2 separate regions of the Mus musculus genome follow, and region 2 is linked to region 1. Evidence: chromatin contacts called from public HiChIP or PLAC-seq data. All regions are on one chromosome and are shown on one strand. The core of a region is the stretch at or near the end of the contact, and the rest is flanking DNA. Distances in the headings are between cores, read along the strand shown. Region 1 overlaps Ncf2 (neutrophil cytosolic factor 2). Region 2 overlaps Lamc1 (laminin, gamma 1).

Evidence for each region. HiChIP or PLAC-seq counts read pairs in DNA pulled down with a chosen protein or histone mark.
Region 2: a contact with region 1 is called in an H3K27ac HiChIP or PLAC-seq map of large pre-B cells, with 2.2 times the contacts expected there. The contact joins two enhancer-like sites. A contact is called at or near these places in 7 of 39 promoter capture datasets (the C10 cell line, cranial neural crest, embryonic stem cells and 4 more) and 4 of 115 datasets of contacts at active chromatin or transcription factors (cardiomyocytes, embryonic basal ganglia, embryonic stem cells and 1 more).

The regions. Positions count from the first base shown.
Region 1 is chr1:152,816,096-152,820,060 of GRCm38.p6, forward strand. It overlaps Ncf2 (neutrophil cytosolic factor 2), which reads left to right. Exons shown (of 16, transcript NM_010877.5): 4 at 896-1,004. Among named protein-coding and RNA genes, the nearest start is that of Ncf2, 18 kb to the left of the region's middle. Within about 2 kb of position 1,961, at least 99 of the 459 cell types and tissues checked have an H3K27ac peak or open chromatin away from gene starts, as enhancers often do. A contact at or near this core is called in pre-B cells and trophoblast stem cells, where this site is marked.
Region 2 is chr1:153,306,979-153,310,943 of GRCm38.p6, forward strand. The region is part of intron 1 of Lamc1 (laminin, gamma 1); the gene reads right to left. Among named protein-coding and RNA genes, the nearest start is that of Lamc1, 24 kb to the right of the region's middle. Within about 2 kb of position 2,188, at least 163 of the 459 cell types and tissues checked have an H3K27ac peak or open chromatin away from gene starts, as enhancers often do. A contact at or near this core is called in pre-B cells and trophoblast stem cells, where this site is marked.

The sequences.
Region 1 (3,965 bases), core at 711-3,210:
AAACAAAACATTGTGGACATCTTGATGAGACAGAGAATTGCACGGAGAACTTTGCTGAGTCCCTACAGTGCCAGGTAGACTCAGGGCATCGCCACAGCTGAAAACCACCTGCTCAGCCAACTCTGCAGGGAGCAAGACACGATTGTACTGTTAGTGCTGATGACACTTAAAGTGTCCCCTCTGAGATTGTCCCTGCTCCCAAACAGGCTGTGGAACACAGTGGGAATTGTATCTGCTCATAGAACAGGACACCTGCACCCTCCACCTGCCCTCTCCTTGCTTCAGGGGACCAGACAGCCACACACAGCCTGTGCTTACAGACAGGGGTCCAGGAAGCCTACCTTCTCATTCTTTACAGACCTGAGATAACGTCTCCCTCTTCCCCAGACTGTGTGGAGGGGGCAAGAGGCCACAAACCTCAAACTGGACTCAACAGAAGACACAACAGGCTCTAGGCAGGAGGATGGTACCCACAGCTATAGCTGTAACGAGGAACCCCTGGCAGCTGTGGCCAGGCAGATCTGTCCTTGAGCGAGGGTGGTGGGGACTGCTTTGAGACTCTTCCAGAGAGAAGCAGGGTGGTTCTGCTTGGAGCTCTCCAGTGAGGCTGAGAGCTGTGTTTGAAGGTCACTCAGGTCATCAGAAAGGTGGGAACTATGCATACAACACTTAGAGAAGAATAATCTACATTGCTGTCATAGACGGAAGGTCCCCACAAGCTGTGCTGGTTAGCCCCAGTGTGCAAAAGTCATACATAGTCTGTAAAAGTCTTTGCGCTCAGGGTTGGAGAAAAGGGAGAAGGTCAAACAGAGCAGGAGGGCTTCTTGACGTGGGCTCTGCATTTCTCTCTCCATGACCTGCATGGGACCAGCTCTCTTCTCCTCCTGTCCTGCAGGTACGACCTTGCTATCAAAGACCTTAAAGAGGCCTTGACGCAGCTTCGTGGGAACCAGCTGATAGACTACAAGATCCTGGGGCTGCAGTTCAAGCTGTTTGCCTGTGAGGTGAGGAGGGCAGGGATGGCCCGCGAGGGAAGCACAAAGGTCTAGCTGTTGTGACAGCAGCTGGCCCAAGTCACGTGATCTCTGTGCCTCGAGCCGCATGCTGTCTGTTAAGAAAACACTGAGATGCGTGTAGCTTAGGGGTGAAAAAGTGTTTTCCCCGGCATGGCATGCTTGAGGCCCAGGATCTGACACCAGCATTGACAAAGGGAGGAAAGAAAGGGAGAGGGTGTGGGGGGAGGAAAGGAGAGAGAAGGGGAGGGAGATTTCATGATTTCGCACTCCTTATAGAGTCATTAGATACCTGAGAGGAAACTTTTTTTTTTTTTTTTTTTTTTTTTTTTTTAGTTTCTGACTCAAAAGCCAATGCAAAAATAAGCCCATTGTGTGCTTTGAAGGGAGACCAGACAGGAGTGAGTGTGTGCTGGCCTGGGAGAGTAGTCACAGCAATTTGCATATTTTACTCAGCAATTTGCATATTTTACTCATCAATTTGCATATGACAAGCTATTTCCTCAACATTACTCTGCCATGTTCAAAATCATGGGTTCTCTGACTGTGAGGAACCTGCTGTAACCCGCCTAGGTACTTGATTAACACTGGAAGAGAGACTGTGGGCTGTCTGGTACAGGTCTGTGGAAGAAACGCACTAAGTACACAGAGAGGTGAAGTTCTCCAAACAAGGACAACTTCTTCCCACTATTACTAAAAAGGACAGGCATGGCTGGCTTTGACTTGTGAGTTTATGAACTTTTCTTCCACAAATAACCTTCCCTATCAAACTTCCAAATATACACTGCCAGCTTTAAAAACAAAAACCCCCTGGAAATGTCGGTGACCTTTATTTAGAAGCATGCTGAACAAACGTCTTCTTTTGCTTCGGTTTCTCAGGCACGAGAAGTGAAGCGTTCCCACGGTTGCTTAGAGATGCTAGTAAAAATAGATTCTCTCTCTGCCTGAGTCCCTGGGGACGCGTGGCCCATGGCCCGTCCTGCTCTGTGGCAGGCACACAGCTACGCCATTGCTCACAAGGGAAGACTTGCATTTGCTTTGGGAATTGGCTGGCCTGAGGCTGGTTCCCTGAGGACAGGGGTTATCTCCCTCCATAAGTTGAAGCAAACGCTTTGTTACAGGGCCTGCCCTGTGCCTGGTGGGATTTTTGGCTCCATCTCTGGCCTCTCTCCTCTAGATGGCCAGGAGCTTCCCACCTCACCTTGCCATGATCAAAATGGTCCCCAAACTGTCACTCACCCTGCCGAGGGCCGCTTGTCACTTACAGGTATGAAGGCGGTGAGCAGGCAGCGCTAGACAAGGAAGTGGGCCTTGTGGTACCAAGCAAGTCCTTCACAGGAAGACGTTTTCCCTGTTGTTAGGGTCAAAATGACCCAGGGGTCAAGAAACTAGGCATTTCCCTACTTAAGCCATTCTGTGGAGGAGTCCCGAGGTCCTTCTAGTCAAAAAAAGTGGTTATGGGGAAAGGCCTTAAGAGAAGGCAACTGAGAAAGAAAATAAGAAAATGTTAAAGCTTGTTGTGGTCTCTTTTCTGTCACCTGTAGTAAATAGTAACGGGCAGCCAAGTTTGTGCCACATGCTTCTCAACTTATGATGACAAGTTCTGTCCATATATGAGCCACATCCTCAGTGGCTCCTCAATAAGGAGAAAGTTGCCAGGCAAGGTGGTGCGCGCCTTTAATCTCAGCACTCGGGAGGCAGAGTCAGGCGGATTTCTGAGTTCGAGGCCAGCCTGGTCTACAAAGTGAGTTCCAGGACAGCCAGGGCTACACAGAGAAACCCTGTCTCGAAAAAAAACAAAAACAAAAACAAAAAAAACAAAAAACAAAACAAAACAAAAAAACAAAAAAAAGGAGAAAGTTATTATAAGTCAAAAATGTGTTTGACACACCTACCCCACGTGCATCATTGCTTTCTGACACAGCACACCAGTGTGTTGTACCCGTGTGCTCACAGACAAGCAGTAGGGAAACCCGGGATGTTAAACACAGTGTTGTTCCTTCAAAGGTAGGGGTGTCTAACCTGATATCAACCCAGAAGGCTGGGGTGGGTGTGACCCTTTAATCGCCTGGTGACCTTTGTGTGCTTTGTGCCCAGACCACACTTGGTTTCCCACCATAAGCTTGTTTTTCTCAGCCAATCTTTAGAACCCATCTTTCCTTCCTTCCTTTCTTTCTTTCTTTCTTTCTTTCTTTCTTTCTTTCTTTCTTTCTTTTGTTTTGTGACAGATTTTTTTTTTCTGTGTAGCCTTGGCTATCCTGGAACTCACCCTGTAGACTAGGCTAGCCTTGAACTCAGAAATTCACTGCCCTTGCCTCCCAAGTGCTGGACTAAAGGCATGCACTACCACCCAGCTCGCTCAGAACCCATCTCTATGAAAGATGTCTCATGTCCTCTAGAGTTCCTATGTAGTCACCCCCAATCTTTACTTAGCTTACTTTATGCTTTATTGTGCACATAGGACTAAGTTTCCACCAAACTGTGCTGTGCTTAAATATTCCTGAAATAAACTACTCAGGGTCAGACTCTCAAAGTTTGCACCAACACCAGCTACTTAGTCGTGCTGAACTAAACTGCCTTCTTGTCACCCGTGGATTTTTATTCTGCTGGTCGTGGTGGTGGCAGAGACACCTCCCGCCCCCACATGCCACACCAACCTTCTCGCCTCCTACAGAGAGCCACTTGCTTTCCTTTGTGCTTGCATGCAGAGTAGGAGGCAAGGCTCTATGACACCAACCAAATTGCAAGAGGGTTTTGCAGTGTGTCAATAGTGTGGGGGAAAAAAAATCAAAATTAAAACTCCGGAAGTCCTCTTTCTTCTGAATGCATTTCTCTTTTGTACTATAGTTAAGTTAAAAAAAAAATCTTGAGTCCAGATCCTGAGTCCTTGGGCCTGATGAGATGGCTCAATGGGTTGGAGATGCTTGTGGCTAAAGGCCGATGACCTTAGTT
Region 2 (3,965 bases), core at 938-3,437, 490 kb after region 1:
TTGCTGTCGTTTACAATGATTCCTGGGAAAGAATACTTATGGTTTTTTTTCTTTTGATTTAAAATGTTTACCTTTAAATGACCGTAAGTTTCAATATTTGTTACAACTGACTGTTAATAGTTGTCTACAATTCTAAGATCTCACAACCTAATCCAGACTTATGTGCAGGCAAAAACATACTAATGCCCATAAAATAAAAGCAATAAAATATATTGGGGCCTGGAGGGATGGCTCACTGATTAAGAGCACTTCCAGAGGTCCTGAGTTCAATTCCCAACAACCACACGTTGGCTCACAACCATTTGTAAGGGTTGAAGTATATACCGAAAATGACACTTGTTACAAAAGGAAATGGAATGTGGGCGTTATGGTAAGAAAAGTGTCCTATTTACCAAAGAAATTGACAGTGACTAGATTTGGCTACAGGATACACAGTGGCGTGTTATTAAAGCAGAAGTGAGTTCATGAGGGCTGGGACTTGTGAGTTAGAGAGACAAGAGGAGACACAAGAGTGCACACACTCGGGACAGCCACCACAAAACTCAGCAGGAGGAGACACATCCAGACTTACAAGTTTCTCAGGCTTTTCCATTTACTGTGCCGTGAAGCCCTAATGAGAAACTGGACTTCAGCACTCTCATCCTCCAAATATAAACACACAAATCTGGACACGGCTGGTGTTCGCCCTCCCGGCGAAGAAGCAGAACCCCTGAAAACCGGAGCCAAGCTCTGGAACAATGGAGTGATCACTATGTGGGCCTCTTGGGGCCTTCACCTGTGCTTGTGTTAGCAAACCCCAAGATCAAGACAATCATTCCTTGAGTTCCAGCCTCTGTGAGCATCACCCCTCCAAACACACTGTGTTCTGTCTGGAGGCGAAAATGTAAACACAGCAAAGGTCACAGAATCTAAATTAGTTAATGAACACCACTGGGAATTACAAATGGTTAGGCCTTCTCGGCTCTCAAGCTGCTTATCATCAGCTAAAGGAGTAATCTGAGACACCCACCAAAGGAGCCAGTTGGTGCGCATGCTCGCTCTGGATTAGAAGGTAAGGTAACTGAAATGAGCACTTTTAGTATGAGTAAGAGTGCTGAGGGGCAGAGGCCAGCCAATGGCATGACTCTGAAGAAGAAGAAGAGGGGGGAGGAAGAGGCCAAAGGACACGAACATGCTGGAAGATGGCGGGGTCTCAATGCAGAATCTCTGGGAAACAACCAGGAAGCCAGGGCTGGTTCTGAAAGCAGGGGTTTTCACTAGGAACCTACAGATACCAGGAACAGGAAGACAGCTTGCTCTCTTACAGTCCCCAGTGACAGCCCTGCCAAAACTCAGCCTGCACCTGTCTACCACTCAGTAGACAGTTGAGGATACCAGCTGGAAGGAGCCTGAGCACCCAGACACAAGATTCCTGGGCTGGTAACTCATTTTAAAATGTCTGCCAAACTACAGTTCTCACACACACACAAAAAAATGCATAGCCTCGGGACATCTCTGGCTCCTCTCCCGGAGCGCTCTAGCTGAAGCCAAAGAGAAGTCCAACTTCTCCAGGGAATCCACAAGTTCAGAAAGGAACCCTTCCAGAAAGGAACGAAGGCAGATTCTCCAGCCCAGTAACGCCAGAGACTTACTGTTTCTGCCCCTTATGGCAGTACAAGTTAAAGTTCACAGCCTACCATTTCTGCATCTTACAACATCTCAAGTCGGGAACTTGGGAAAGGATTAGCTGGCTGATTCTGCTTCCTGTGGCACTGACTGAAAAGCGGCTGGCAGCTGGGCTGTGCATAGCCGAAGCTTTCGTAGGGAGAGAGTTAGGGACACTCAGAGTGTACAACCCTGTCCTCCTAAGCTTGGTGAGTGCATGGAAGCCACACTTTGGTTTGGTTTGCAGCAGCTCACTCTGAGAGATCAAGGTGCAAGCTGCCAATCCTCTCAGTGGGTCAGCTGGTTCACCCACCCGGCGACATGTAATGAGCTCCCCACCCCATCCTGGAAGACACAGACCTCGGCTTAAAAAATGCCAGTAAAAAAAAATGTTAGGAGAAAGAGACAATAAGAACATGCAAATTATACAGATTCAGTCTCCATGGGAATCGCAGAAAAACAGATGGATTGGCGCATACTGAGTGCAGCTGAAGCAACAACAGCCAGATGCTGCAGGAAGAGGAAGCTGTTCTCATGGGTAACTCAGTCCTCAGTTAATACACGCACGTGTGCATGCGCGTGGGCAGACACACACACACACACACACACACACACACACATGTGCACGGAGTAGTGAAGTCATGGGAAATTATGTATAATAAAATCTGAGAAAAGTTATATGTGTGTGTGTCTATGTATCAAAGTTATGTTCTAGACTCAGGTAGTTATACTCTGGTTTTTAATGGCACAATATCTTGTGAGAACTTGAAGCTGAATGGAATTTGGGCAATTCTTTGCTTTATGGGACTGCTTTCTCTGTTTCATACCCTAGCTGTTCCTAAGGGGACCGTAGCATACTCTACTGGCAACGTCTCAGGACCTACAGCTGGATGACACATGGACCTACCTATCCCCAAAACTTAGAATCCGACTCAGAGACACCATATGCTGTGGGGACTGAAAGCCTGTACCCAGCCCCAACAATTCTGTCACTTGTTCCTTTTCTGTTGCTCTTGTCTGCAGAGGCAGCCCTCCATCTGAGGGTGACCTTGAATTCTTGATGCTTTTGCCTGTATCTCTCCGAGCAGCTGTGATCAGTGTCTGCCATGACACCTGATAAGCCTCATCACTATTTGTACCAAACTTAGATTATAAATAAGATTTCAGAATCCGCAGTTCTGAATATGATTAGCACGAAGACATAAAACTATTATTTTTATGGATGACTGTCTACATAAAAAACTTGAATGAATCTAAAGATAAATGATCAAAAGAAGAGAATTAAACAAATCCCTTGAAGCCCCATATTTTAAAAGCTACACTTTTCTGCACACTGCTACAAAGGATTACGGTTTACTTTGAAATTAAGTCAGCAATAAAAAAGAACCCAGGAATGAATCCAACAGAAAAACAAGACTCTTGAGGTTGAAATTATAAAACATTATTGGAATTACTTAAAAACATGTAAATTATGACAAGTTTATGACAAACTCAATAATATCTGAACGTTAACGCAAACCAAATGGGCATCAAGTCAGTATGGATTAAATCAAGATGCAAAGAAGTTTCTGAGAAACCTCATTCTAGAATTTACACGGAAGAAAAAGTCCTAAATATAACTAAGATCTTTCTAAAATAGAATACATCTGAAAAGGACTTGCACTCGCCAGTAAGGAAAATGCACACAATGAAAACCCAAACCTTAGATCTTAAAAAGAAACAAAGATTTCTTACATAAGACACAGAAGGGCTGACTGCCAAAGAATGTACTAATAAATATGGTCATACTGAAATTAAGAAACACCGCCCAACAGGGCTGGACAGATAGATGGCTTGGTGATTAAGAGCACTTGCTGCTCTTGTAAAAGACCTGGATTCGATTCCCAGCACCCACATGGTGAATCATTTCCATTTTTAATTCTAATTCCAAGGAGTCTGCTGTCCTCTTCTGACCTCCGAGGGCACCAGGTACGCATGTGGTACACAGACACGAATCCAGCAACACACTCATACATATAGTAAAAAACCAGATATTTAAAAAAGAAAATATCAAAAAAAAGTAGAAAAAATAAGAAGACAAATCACATTCAGACATAATGCAGAGCTAATGACGAATCAGTAGCAACGTACCTGCAGAATTCTACCAAGCAATAAAGGCAAAAACCATGAAGCAACATTCTACAGGAAAAGAAATAGGGAAGATCCAGAAAGACATGGAAAGAAAACTTTAGATGCAAAACACTTTGACACAATCTTATACTAATGAGTTGGTACATTTAAGAATTTCCAGTGTCAGGGGTAGACCAGCTAGCTTGCCAGCA